Linked DNA regions of Hordeum vulgare: region 2 is linked to region 1. A link is a contact called in public Hi-C data. All regions are on one chromosome and are shown on one strand. Each heading gives the region's core, a stretch centred on a gene start, on an enhancer-like site or on the middle of the called end of the contact. The rest is flanking DNA. Distances are from core to core; before and after follow the strand shown. Region 1 holds the start of LOC123449379 (CASP-like protein 5A1). Region 2 has its middle 260 kb from the start of LOC123446860.

Region 1 (5,899 bases), core at 1,807-4,306:
TCACAAGTTCATGACCAGGAATTAAGAAATAATACTTCATAGACTCCTTCAGGGCAATGTGATCCTTCAAAAAGCCCTTTACTTCCTGTAGAGATAATTTGTCCCTTTCTATATCTGACCTAGCTTCATCTCCTCCAACATATTGCAGATTGGGGCCAGTACGAATGAATTCCCCACCCAGATGGAAACAGACATGCAAAATCTCGGTGGAATCCATGCTATCACTGCAGTAGACAAATAATAGGAGCAAAAATTAACCTATCTGTACATTTCAACATCGAAATCTACGGCTAAATTGAAAAATATCTCAACTTTTCTGCTCGAAAAAAACCCTACCCCAAAACCAGTGTAAACCCTAACAAAATTGCCGCAATCAGAGCCTAAACTACTAGCATCGGAGAAGGAGGGCATCGGGGTGTTTACCTCCACTTGTTTGCGCCGCCACGTCGTGACGATCATCGTCGTACAGACGATCACCCGCCGGTCGCCATTACCGCCGCGCGCTGCGAGGTGGAAGAGGGGAAGGCACGCAGGAGGTGGAGTTGTGGACGGGGATTAAGCCTTGCGGGCATGTACAACACCCTCCAGACCGGAATTAGTGGGCCGGCCCACTCCAGCTGCGCTCTTTACGGTCCAGAACATCGCCAACGAAAGCATTCCCGGCCACATCACCAATCCCCGTTTGGCAAAGCACTCTAAGGTTCAATTTAGACCGGGATTTGTTACTTCAGGGTGCAATCGAGAGGGATTTGTACTCCGGGGTCAATTCCAGCAGACATCTACCAGTTCAGGGTTCAAAATGGACTTTTTCCAAAGTAAAAACAGGCAACGCGTGCCCTTCGGCGCAAGCCCGATACCGCGCCCAGACGGCAATGCGTCTGGATGGCATTGGCCACGCCCACGCCAATTAATTCCAAAAGACTACCACAATTCGGACCGTATTCATAAGTTGGTGTCATCTTTCAATTTTTTTGTAAATACGTATCAAGATACAGATCGTATTTTGCAAATTCTGTATTTCTATGTATAGATGCTCTTTCTAACAGATATGGCCCACCGTTCAGTCTCTTATAAGAAAAACCGGTCCGGACCGTTTTGATTTGGAAAAAACCAACTCTCTCTCAATCCGAACCGGATAGGCAAAAAAAAAACCTTCTTCTCCTCTAGACCGAGCCCACCCTGCTCCTCCACCCCGCCTCCCCCTCACCGCCACCACCGCCACACCCCGCCGGCCACTCCCTCCACCCCACCGCAACCACCAGCACCGCTCCACGCTCATCTGCGAGGCCATCGCGCACCGCCTCTTCCCCAAGGGTCGGCCCCCGACCAGCCCGAGCGCGCCAGAAGCGAGGAACCCGATGACGGCCATGTCGATGGTGAGCGCGTCCGGGACCAGCACGGGGCTGAAGAGCAGAAACACCGGCTTGGCCACGGCCAACCCCACCACGGTGCCCGCCAGCGCCAGCCCCGACAGCACCAGCAGCAGCCAAGGTCGTCGTCATAGCCGCCATCCTCCGCGTCTACCAGTACAACGCTCGGCTGCATCACTACGCGCGCCGGGCCCTCTACGACGTCCACATTTACTGCTTCCTCGACCTCTTCTTCCCGTGCATCGCGGTGGCCGCCGTCGCGCTCGGCATGGAGACGGAGCCGCAGTTCGACCGCCCCTACCTGGCGTCATCGCTGCAGGGCTTCTGGGGCGGGAGGTGGAACCTCATGGTGTCCGCCATCCTCCGGCCGTTGGTGTACGACCCCGTGCGCGCGCGCGCCGGGAACCCCGCGGGCGTGTTGGCCACCTTCCTCGTGTCCGGGCTGATGCACGAGGGCATGGTGTACTACCTCATCCTTCGGCGGCCAGACGGTAGGATGACCGCATTCTTCCTGCTCCACGACATTTGCTGCGTCGCCGAGGGGTGGTGCGCGCGGTGGTGGGCGGCGAGGGTCTTGCCGTCGCCGCCGTGGGCCGTGGCGACGGTGCTGGTGGTGGTGTTCGTCGCGGGCACGTCGTTCTGGCTCTTCTTCCCGCCGCTGTGCAAGGACGGGGTGGAGGAGAAGCTGCTGGATGAAGGTCTTCCAGCGCGGGCCGGCCACCAGCTCCGACCACTCCTCGTCCATTGTCGTCCCCGCGGGCGAGCGGCGGGCGTACGAGGAGGACGACTGCCACGGTGCGGAGAAGCAGCAGCAGCGGTACCGGCGGCGCGAGAAGAAGGCCGCGTCGGCGTCGTCGGGCCCTCCCGCCGCCATGTCGGCGTGTGCGGCGCCGGCGTCCATGGAGATCTCGGGGCGGTTGGCCGGGACTCTTTCTTGGAGGGCGATGCGTGGCGCGTGCGGGTTGCGGAGGGGAACGGAGGCAGAGCCGAGAGCGTGAAGAGTGCTGCAGGAACACCGGCCTGGCTGCCGTACTGCCCGCCGTGCTGCAGAGAAAGCGCGAGTGCGGGTGGATCCGGTCTGCATAGAGAGAGAGCCGGTTTTCCCCCGGCCAAAATGGTTCAGGCCGGTTTTTCTTGTAAGAGACTGACCGATGAGCCATATCTGTCAGAAAGAGCATCTATACGTAGAAATACATGATTTACAAAATACGGTTTGTATCTTGATATGAATTTATAAAAAAAAATTAAAAGATGACACCAACTTATGAATACAGCCCGAATTATGATAGTCTTTTGCAATTCACTACGGCCACGCTTCCGCCCACGCTCGGGTCCGTTCCCCTCCCGACGCCGGGGGGACGGAATGTGCGCTACGCGCTCGTGATCCGCGCGGTCGACCGCGTCCTTCCGTTCCGGGCCAGCACGTACGCGCCCGTGACACAGGACCGCGATCGCTCACGTCCGCCTCTGCTTCACGCTCGTACCCGTCAGGAAAAATGCTGGAGTACTGGCAGAATTACAGACAGGCGGGGCCGGGCCGGGCGAGAAGAAGGACGGGCAGACCGGGCCCGCCACCGCACAGTGGCGGCACGGACAAGGAAGCAAAGTCAGCCCTGCCCGGCCCCGCCCGCCCCGGCCCATTTCCGTCCACCACGCCGCTGAGGAGAGGGAGAGAGGGACAGAGGAGAGAGAGTGAAGGACCCCACGGCGTGCCGTCGCGGCTGCAGCTCCCCAGAAACTGCCGTCGCCTTTCCCCCCGGCCAAAAGCAAGGCGAACCAACGGCAACCAGCCCCTCCCCGATCGACCCCGGCGCGTGTGGCCCGCACCGCTCGCCCCTCCTCCCCGCTCTCATCCTCGTCGACTCCGCCCAATCCAGTCCAAACCCTTCTTCGCCCAGCCCCCACCGGTCCCGAGGCGGGAGGAGGCTGAGCCTGTTCCGTCGGGGGGCGGGGGTCGAGATGTTCGCGAGCAGGCCGGCGGTGCACCCGGTGGAGGCGCCGCCGCCGACGGATCCGGTGGAGCAGCCCACGGGGGTGCTCATGAAGGACCTGCCCGGGATGCCCGGCACGGCCGGCGGCCTCGCGCTCCGCCTCGCGCAGTTCGCCTTCGCAGCCGTCGCGCTCGCCGTCATGGCCTCCACCAACGACTTCCCCTCCGTCAGCGCCTTCTGGTAACCTTCCTCCCCACCCCCCATCCTAGTAATTTCTCATCACTAGTACTAGTATTTGCCCCAACTGGACGTGTAGGACCTTAGCATCCATCGCTTTACGTTTAGTTCCAATCGCTGCTCAAGCAGGGAAATATGATCTCACATGTACTGCTGGGTGAAGTGTGTGTGCACTTTTAGAGCTTGGGGCCGTGGGGAATTCGGTGTTCAAGAACGGAAATATGATCTGCTATGTACTCTGGCACTCCATCTGTTGGAGCTTAGCTCATGTCGGTGATAGGTTCCCAAAGCTTGGAATGATGTTTGTTATGCAACTTGTGGAAACCTGTGTCTATGGCCACTCCTGCCTCAGCTCAGAATGAATGGTAGGAGTGTGAATTTGGATGAGTACTACTACCTTGTGCACAAAACAAAATAAAAATGTGCCTATGTATCATCATAGTATATTTATGGAGGGGGCAAACAAAGATAATCATGTGAGGATTATTGTTATCCTGAAACATGGTATTTTATTTATTTATTTTGACAGTTCTGTATTGTGGTTTAGCGGGTACTATTGTTATCTCAGCAGCTGCATATATGTGCTATTCCACTGAACATGCACAATTTCAAGGTGAGATGACAGTATGCTGAGTCAAAGTGGCAAAAACAGGGGAGTGCGTGCACCACTCGAATTCTGAAATTGTTAGTGAGATTAATTATATGAAACAAAGGATTCTAGAAGCAAATAAAATAATTGATTAATCTATTTACTACTTCCTAAAAACATGCAATTTCATGTCATATCATATAGGAATATAATGCCACCATATGCATATGAACATGTCACAAACTAGTGAACTACGATAGGAAACAGGGTTTTTGTTGTTTTTGACCGTTTTGCTTTGTGGTTCAATATCTACTGAATATCTCAAGGGTACAATCCCATGTCACAAACTAGTGAACTACAATAGGAAGAGAAATATCACATCCACATGTCCCTTTCTACTTATCCTCAACGTACTAAACTGCATTTCTGTTCACTATTTATGAAACTGCCATGGGCAGAATAGTCGATTGTTACATTATCTACCAGACTAAAACAGAGGTCCCTTATGTCTTATACATATTATTGAGTTCTTTTAATTGAGTTGTAGCGCAAAATTTCCTTTTGGCAAAGACTGGGGAACCAGCAGGCATTTTTCCTTTTGCTAACATACGTACTTCAAATTCACTTTTTGATATAACAAAAGGGGTGTGTGTGTGCGTGCTTGTGGCACTGTTTTTTAATTTAAGAAAACAGCGTCCACCCCCCTCTGATTACAGAAACCAAGGTCTTCCTGATACAAACTACTCTTGTAGCACTGTTTTACCTTACTAAACAATTCCTGGTACAACTATGTTGGGTTTGTATAGAATGATTTAGTCCCAACCTTTCAAGTTAATTATGTAGTTATTCTGAATGATCTTAGATAAAAAAATTACCCCTCGGATCATACTACAATGTGGAAATTTGATCATACTATGTACTTTCGTGTAATATTTTAAGAGAAATTTAGACTTCTACATCTAAAACTATCATGCTAGATCTTTAATATTTTCCAAATTCATTTAGCCAAGCCTTCTTGAATATACATAGGTTTATCTGGTTTTGTTACTGCTTATTATATGGGCATGCCTGTGCGTAACAGAAATTCAACATTTGCATTAGTGATGACTGGATAGACATGGGTGGGTACTTGTTTGTTTACCCAGTATACAGCAAACAACACAGAGCGTGTTCATGCTTTGGAGTTATAAAAGGAAGCTCTGCTGTGTCTAGTTTATTTGCTTGTTTCTGCTGCACTCAAGTTACTCTGGCAGTGCTATTCTGTATTTCTAGTTTCTGGCAAACTGACGAAATGCTGTTTTGGCCAGCTATCTTGTTGCAGCAACCATATTGCAATGCCTGTGGAGCTTTTCGCTTGCCATTGTCGATATCTATGCATTGCTTGTTAAGCGTTGTCTACGGAACCGCCGCGCTGTTTGCCTGTTCGCGATTGGTGATGGGGTAAGTCAATATAAATATCTGCTCATGTCTATGATGCTTGGTCGATTCACTTGGTCAATTTACTATTATATCTTTTTTTTTTGTCTAAACAATTTGTGCTGAGATATACTCCCTCCGTTCCTAAATATAAGTCTTTTAAGAGATTTCACTAAATGTCTACATACGAAGCAAAATGAATGGATCTATACTTTTAAATATGTCTATATACATCCGTATGTAGTCTATTAGTGAAACGTCTAGAAAGACTTATATTTAGGAACGGAGGGAGTATATAAATGTGCTACCCGTGTGAGCTTGTCCATGTATCTAGTAACTTAGTGCTTTTCCATCGT
Region 2 (5,899 bases), core at 967-3,466, 280 kb before region 1:
CCTGGCTTTCAGCATCAAGCTTTTTTCGGCACGACCCAAAGTGTGCGTACCTATAGTTCTAGTACATGAAATGAGTTAGCGAACCTTGGTACAGATAGTATTTCACCCTAATTCTTTGATTCGACACAAGGGGAGCCAAAGAATATTTAGATGCCCTGAAAGTTGAATTGTCAATTCAACTACACCTTGGATATTTCTTTGCAGCAAAAGATTTAGTAGCATGAAAAATAATAGTAGTAGCGGTAATAGTGATAGCAGCAATTTTGGTAACAACAATAATAGTAGCAATTAGGTAACATGTGTGACAGTAGCAGCACAAGTAGTAACTTAGCAAGATTTAGTATTTGTAAAGCATAGGCACATGGATCAGCGATGGAAAGATATGGATGACATCAATCATGTAACAGTTACACACTAGAGCAACACAGAACTAGCTCCAATTCATCAATATAATGTAGGCATGTATTCCGTATATAATCATACGGCCTTGCAATAGGAACTTGCATGACATCTTTTATCCTACCCTTCGATGGCAGCGGGGTCCAATTAGAAACTTAGCGATATTCGGGCCTCCTTTTAAAATAAACCGGAACAAAGCATTAACACATGGTGAATACATGAACTCCTCAAACTATGGCAATCACCGGAAAGAATCCCAATATTGTCATCTTGGGGTATGCGGACCAAGACATGTAATAGGTGCATATAACTTCCAAGATATGATCAAAATACTTCTCATATTCAGAAAGAATATAATAAGTTTAGATCTGAAATCATGGCACTCGGGCCCTAATGACAAGCATTAAGCATGACAAAGTCATAGCAACATCAATCTCAGAACATAATGGATACTAGGGATCAATCCCTTTCAAACTTAAGTCGATTATATGGTCAATCTCATCCAAACCTCCATCCAGCGAGCCTACTAAGGAATTACTCACACCCGGTGGTGAGATTCATGAAATTGTTGATGGAGAAGGGTTGATAATGACGACGGCGATGAATCCCCCTCACCGGAGCACCAAATGGACTCCAAATGAGCCGCCCCGAGGAAGAACAGGAGGAGGCGGCGGCTTCGTCTCGTAAAATGCGATGAAATCTTCTCTCTGATATTTTTCTCCAAAGATATGAATATATAGGACTGGAATTAGGGTTGGAGGAGACACATAGGCCCCACAAGGCATCAGGGTGCGGGCAGGGGTGCTGGTTGCGCCATGTTGCCTTGTGGCTCACAGGCATACCCCCTCTGGTGGTTCTCCGCTCCAAAATTCCTTATTTATTCCATAGATAATTCACAAAAAGTTTCATCCAATTCCGAAAACTATTATTTCTGCACAAAACTAACACCAAGGCAGTTCTGCTAAAAACATCGTCAGCCCGGGCTAGTTACATTCAAATCATGCAAATTAGAGTCCAAAACTAGAGAAAAAGTGTTTGAAAAAATAGATACGTTGAAGATGTATAAGGTACTTCTAAGGAGGTGTTTGGCAATAGAAATGGTAACGGTAATGTTAACATAATCATATCACAACGTTTAAGGAGGTGTAATGATATTTTTTTTCAAATTTATTTGGTTCATGTTTGGGATGAGTCCGGAGAGTGGCATCCAACTGTTCTCATTTTAAAAGTTTTCCCTATTTCCAGGAAGAAAACGAACACTTCAACCTCAATGAGTCACTCCATTGAGCGTGATTTAATTTGTTCCCAGAAACATCCATTTGGGCATGCCTAGCGCTAGCGCTAGGAAATGGTATACGAAGTTAGAAAAGGAGGTCCTTCACCCCTTGACCAACGTGAGGTAAGGTGGGTTTGGATTCAAATTTAGATCTTTGGGGCTATTATAAAATTTTCAACTTGATCCAACTCTCGAGTTTAAAGATTCCACACACGTGAATTCTATTGGATGTTCAAAATCAAAAACTAGAAATTAATTTTAGGGGTTTATTAGGGCCTATATTCATGTTTTCGTATATAAAATGAACGTCCAAACTCGTATTGGGCGGAAACTATTATTCTCACACTGAAAACAAGTATTTAGATTTATTGATTTTTTTTATTGATTCGGTAATTATAAAGGCCGTGATGAATCTTCTCTGATTTTTAAAAATAGAAAATTACTTAAAAATCTATAATAGCTATTGGGACGAATCTGGCCCATTCCCTCCCTCCCCACGGACGAGAATTGCTTGAGCCATACTTAGCCTTACGTTGAGCCCCCTATGGGGGACCTTCTATACGCCGCTTACTGCCGCAATCAGTCTAGGCTACGCATAGAGCTCCTATACAGCCTTTTCTTATTTTTTTTCTTTTTCCTTTTTCCGTTTCTCTGTCATTTATTTCATTTAGTTATTTTTAATTCCTTTTCATTCTGTTTCTTGTTCTTCAAAACAAAAAAAAATCCCAAATATCAAAAAATGTTCTTATTATAAGTTTTTATTCACATATTTAAAAAATGTTTGCATATTTCAAATACATGTTCACCTTTCATAAAGTATTCATAATTTTGAAAAATGTTCACGATTTTTAAAAAATGTTTGTGTTTTTATATTTGTGTTGGAGTTCAATAAAATGTTTTTCTGATTGTAAACTTTAAACAAACTTTAAAAGGAGATTTTTTTTTCAAATTCCTGGACACTTTTTGAGACTCAAAATATTTTATGAAAATCATGAAGAAATTTTGAGTATGAGACTGATTTTTTATACATGAAAATTGTGAACAAAGTTTTAAAAGGAGAACAATTTTAGAAACAGAAATATTTGTATGAAATCATGATTTTTTTTGTTGGAAACAAAAACATATTTTAAAATCCATGACATTTTTTTCAAAATATGAACAAAAAAATCATGCAATTTTTTTAATACGAGAACATTTTTTGAAACACAAACATTTAAAAAAATATGAACACAATATCTAGATGGGTCCATAACAGTATCTAGATGGCTCTCTCTCTCTCTTCAATCTTCAATACAATGATCTTTTCATAGACCTATTTGATGTAATTCTTGTGGTGTGCTGGAATTAGAATATTCATTGAAAGTAATTGCATATTCTCTACTCTATTTTGTATAATTTAATATCTATGTATGCTTTTCAATCTATAACTTTTCTTTGGCCAAGTAAACGAGTAGATCTTCAAAGGGAGTAGTGCATAGTAGTTCGTTCAATCTTGTGGTGTCCTTACTCGATGACAGGAGGATTTGGAAGGCACATATTGTATTGTTTCATAAAAACAATGGGACCTAAACATATTTATTGATTTTATCTTTTCTATATTATATCATCTTGCTTCAAGCATTACTCTATTTGTTATGAACTTCATACCTTGTGATACATGCTGGATAACGGTTAAGGGGTATAGTAATAGTAGTAGGCGTCAGTAAGTTTAATGGTCTACTTAGCATGGACGTAATGACTATATATGAATTTTGCATGAATAATTTTTAAAAATTACATAATAATAATTTGTCTATCCACCATATTATGCTCATAAGAGATATGACTCTAGTGAATATTATGGCATCGAGGTTCACTTTTCCTATTAAATACCAAAAATATAATTACCTTGTTGTTCTTATTTACTTTTTACCTTATTTATTATCTACCTATCAGGACCAGATTTAATCCCCACAATTGAGGGGAGCAAGAGGATTGACAGCCATCTCATTCGTTGGGTGTGAGCATTTTCTTTGTATGTGTGTGCAGGTACTGCAAAAATTAGAAAATGTCAAACAAAAGGAGCAAGAAAAGGTTAAAAAATGAAAACAAAAACATTGACATTTTTGAAAAATAAGAACATTTTTTGAAGTTATGGATATTTTTAAAAATGACAGTTATTTAAAATTAAGAACATTTTTGAATTTTAAGAACAATTTTCGAACATGAACTTAGTTTAAAAGCTGGACAATAGAAACTTTTGAACAATTTTTCAACAACTTCTGTTTTTTTTACTCGTGGATTAGTCTAATCGAGGAAGTGCTAATATTTCCAACAATCCAAAAACCTTATTTTAGGCTCTTTTCGATTCATGGCTTCGCCGCTACACCAAAACTGAACAAGCTCATCAGAACACATTTTAAGTGTTGGCACACGAGGGCCACCTTGTGGCTCACATCTATGAATGTGTTGTGGGTCGGTGCCATGGATCCCGTAGGAACGATTGATCCTTAACAAGAAAAGGCGTTCCGGGAGGCCACCACCATCTTTGTGGGAGTCGTTCTTACTATGATCGGAGACAAGTTAGTAGACGCATATCTCCATATGTGCATTGTCAAAATCTTGTGGGATGCGCTCAAAGCTTAGTTCGGCGCAACCAATGCTGGAAGCGAACTGTATGCTATGGAGTAGTTTCATGATTACAGGATGGTTGATAACTGTCGTGTTCTGGACAATGCTCATGAGATACATCGCATCATTAAGGAGCTGGAGCTCCTGAAGTGTGAGTTATTGGACAAGTTTTTCGCGGGTTTCATTATTGCATAACTCCCGCCTAGATTGAGGAACTCTGCTACTTCTCTCAAGCACTTGAGACGTGAATTTTATGTTGAGTATATCATCGGTCATCTAAATGTTGAGCAGAACTCGAAAGCAAAGGAGTCACACGTGAAAGTGACAGAGGGTTCTTCTAGCGCCATTGTCGTGCAAAAGGATTTTGACAAGTTCAAGGGAAAGAACTCTCTCGAGTAGAATACTATCTTCAAGAAGAACGGTAAGAAGAAATACAAGAAGAGAGATGGCTTCTTTACTTGTGGTTCAAAGGAACACTGGGCAAACAAGTACAAGAAGCCAGGACAGGACTCCAAGTTTGTTAATGTGAATATGAGCAACGGTGATGGGGCAACTTGGTATGGTAATTTTTTTACTGTACTTTCATTTTGTGAGTCCATCGATTGGTGGGTTGACACCAGGGCCAATATTCATGTGCGCGTTGATGTTTCATTGTTCTCTTCATACCAGCTCACACAAGATTGCTCTGTCCTGATGGGGAATGGATCGCATGCTTCTGTTCATGATGTTGGCATGATGGATCTGAAGTTTATTTCGGTAAAGATCGTGGAACTGAAGAATGTGCAGCATGTCCCAACTATCAAGAAGAATCTCATTAGTGGCTCTCCTCTATGTAAAGAAGGGTTTAAGTTCGTATTCGAGTCTAGTAAAGTAGTCATATCTCGGTACGGACTGTTTGTTGGAAAAAGATATGATTGCGGAGGTTTGTTTCGCCTTTTCCTAGAGGATTTTTGTAATAACGTCGTGAACCAAATTCACACTAACATGAACGAATGTGAGGTTTGGCAATCACGTCTTTGTCACATTAATTTCGGTTGTATTACATGACTAGCTAAGATGGATTTAATCCCGAGTTTCACTTTGGCAAAGGCTCCTAGTGCCATGCGTGTGTGCAAGCTAAGAAACCTCGTAATCCTCACAAGGTTGCCAAGGAGAGACACATAGCACGACTAAAGCTCAAACATTCAAATTTGTGCGAGATGAATGGTGTGTTGACTAAAGGTGGAAAGAAATATTTCATGACGTTGATTGACGATTCCACAAGATTCTGCTATGTGTATTTGTTAAATACTAAGGATGAGGATTTCCACTACTTTAAAATCTATAAGGTAGATGTTGAGAACAAATCTAAAAAGAAAACAAAACGAGTTCGCTCTCATCATGGTGGAGATTACTTTCCTAATGAGTTCGATTTACTCTATGCGGAACATGGCATTATTCACGAGAGGACGCCTCCCTACTCACACTACTCAAATGGGGTTGTCGAATGGAAAAACCGTACTCTAACAGATTTGGCTAAGGCCATGTTAGATACATTGGGTTTATCCAAGGCATGGTGGGGGTCTCTGTATTGACATCATGTCATGTCCTGAATAAAGTTCCCACGAAGGAAAA

What was found. A called contact is a pair of places that touch in the nucleus more often than the background predicts.
Region 2: a contact with region 1 is called in a Hi-C map of leaf, with 2.8 times the contacts expected there. The contact joins the enhancer-like site here to the promoter of LOC123449379 in region 1. A contact is called at or near these places in 1 of 6 Hi-C or Micro-C datasets (leaf) and 1 of 1 datasets of contacts at active chromatin or transcription factors (embryo).

The regions. Positions count from the first base shown.
Region 1 is chr4H:541,332,885-541,338,783 of MorexV3_pseudomolecules_assembly, reverse strand. It overlaps LOC123449379 (CASP-like protein 5A1), which reads left to right and starts at 3,056. Exons shown (of 3, transcript XM_045126581.1): 1 at 3,056-3,541; 2 at 5,435-5,567. The coding sequence starts at 3,330.
Region 2 is chr4H:541,615,303-541,621,201 of MorexV3_pseudomolecules_assembly, reverse strand. No RefSeq gene overlaps it. Among protein-coding and RNA genes, the nearest start is that of LOC123446860, 260 kb to the right of the region's middle. Within about 2 kb of position 2,216, at least 3 of the 3 cell types and tissues checked have open chromatin away from gene starts, as enhancers often do. A contact at or near this core is called in leaf, where this site is marked.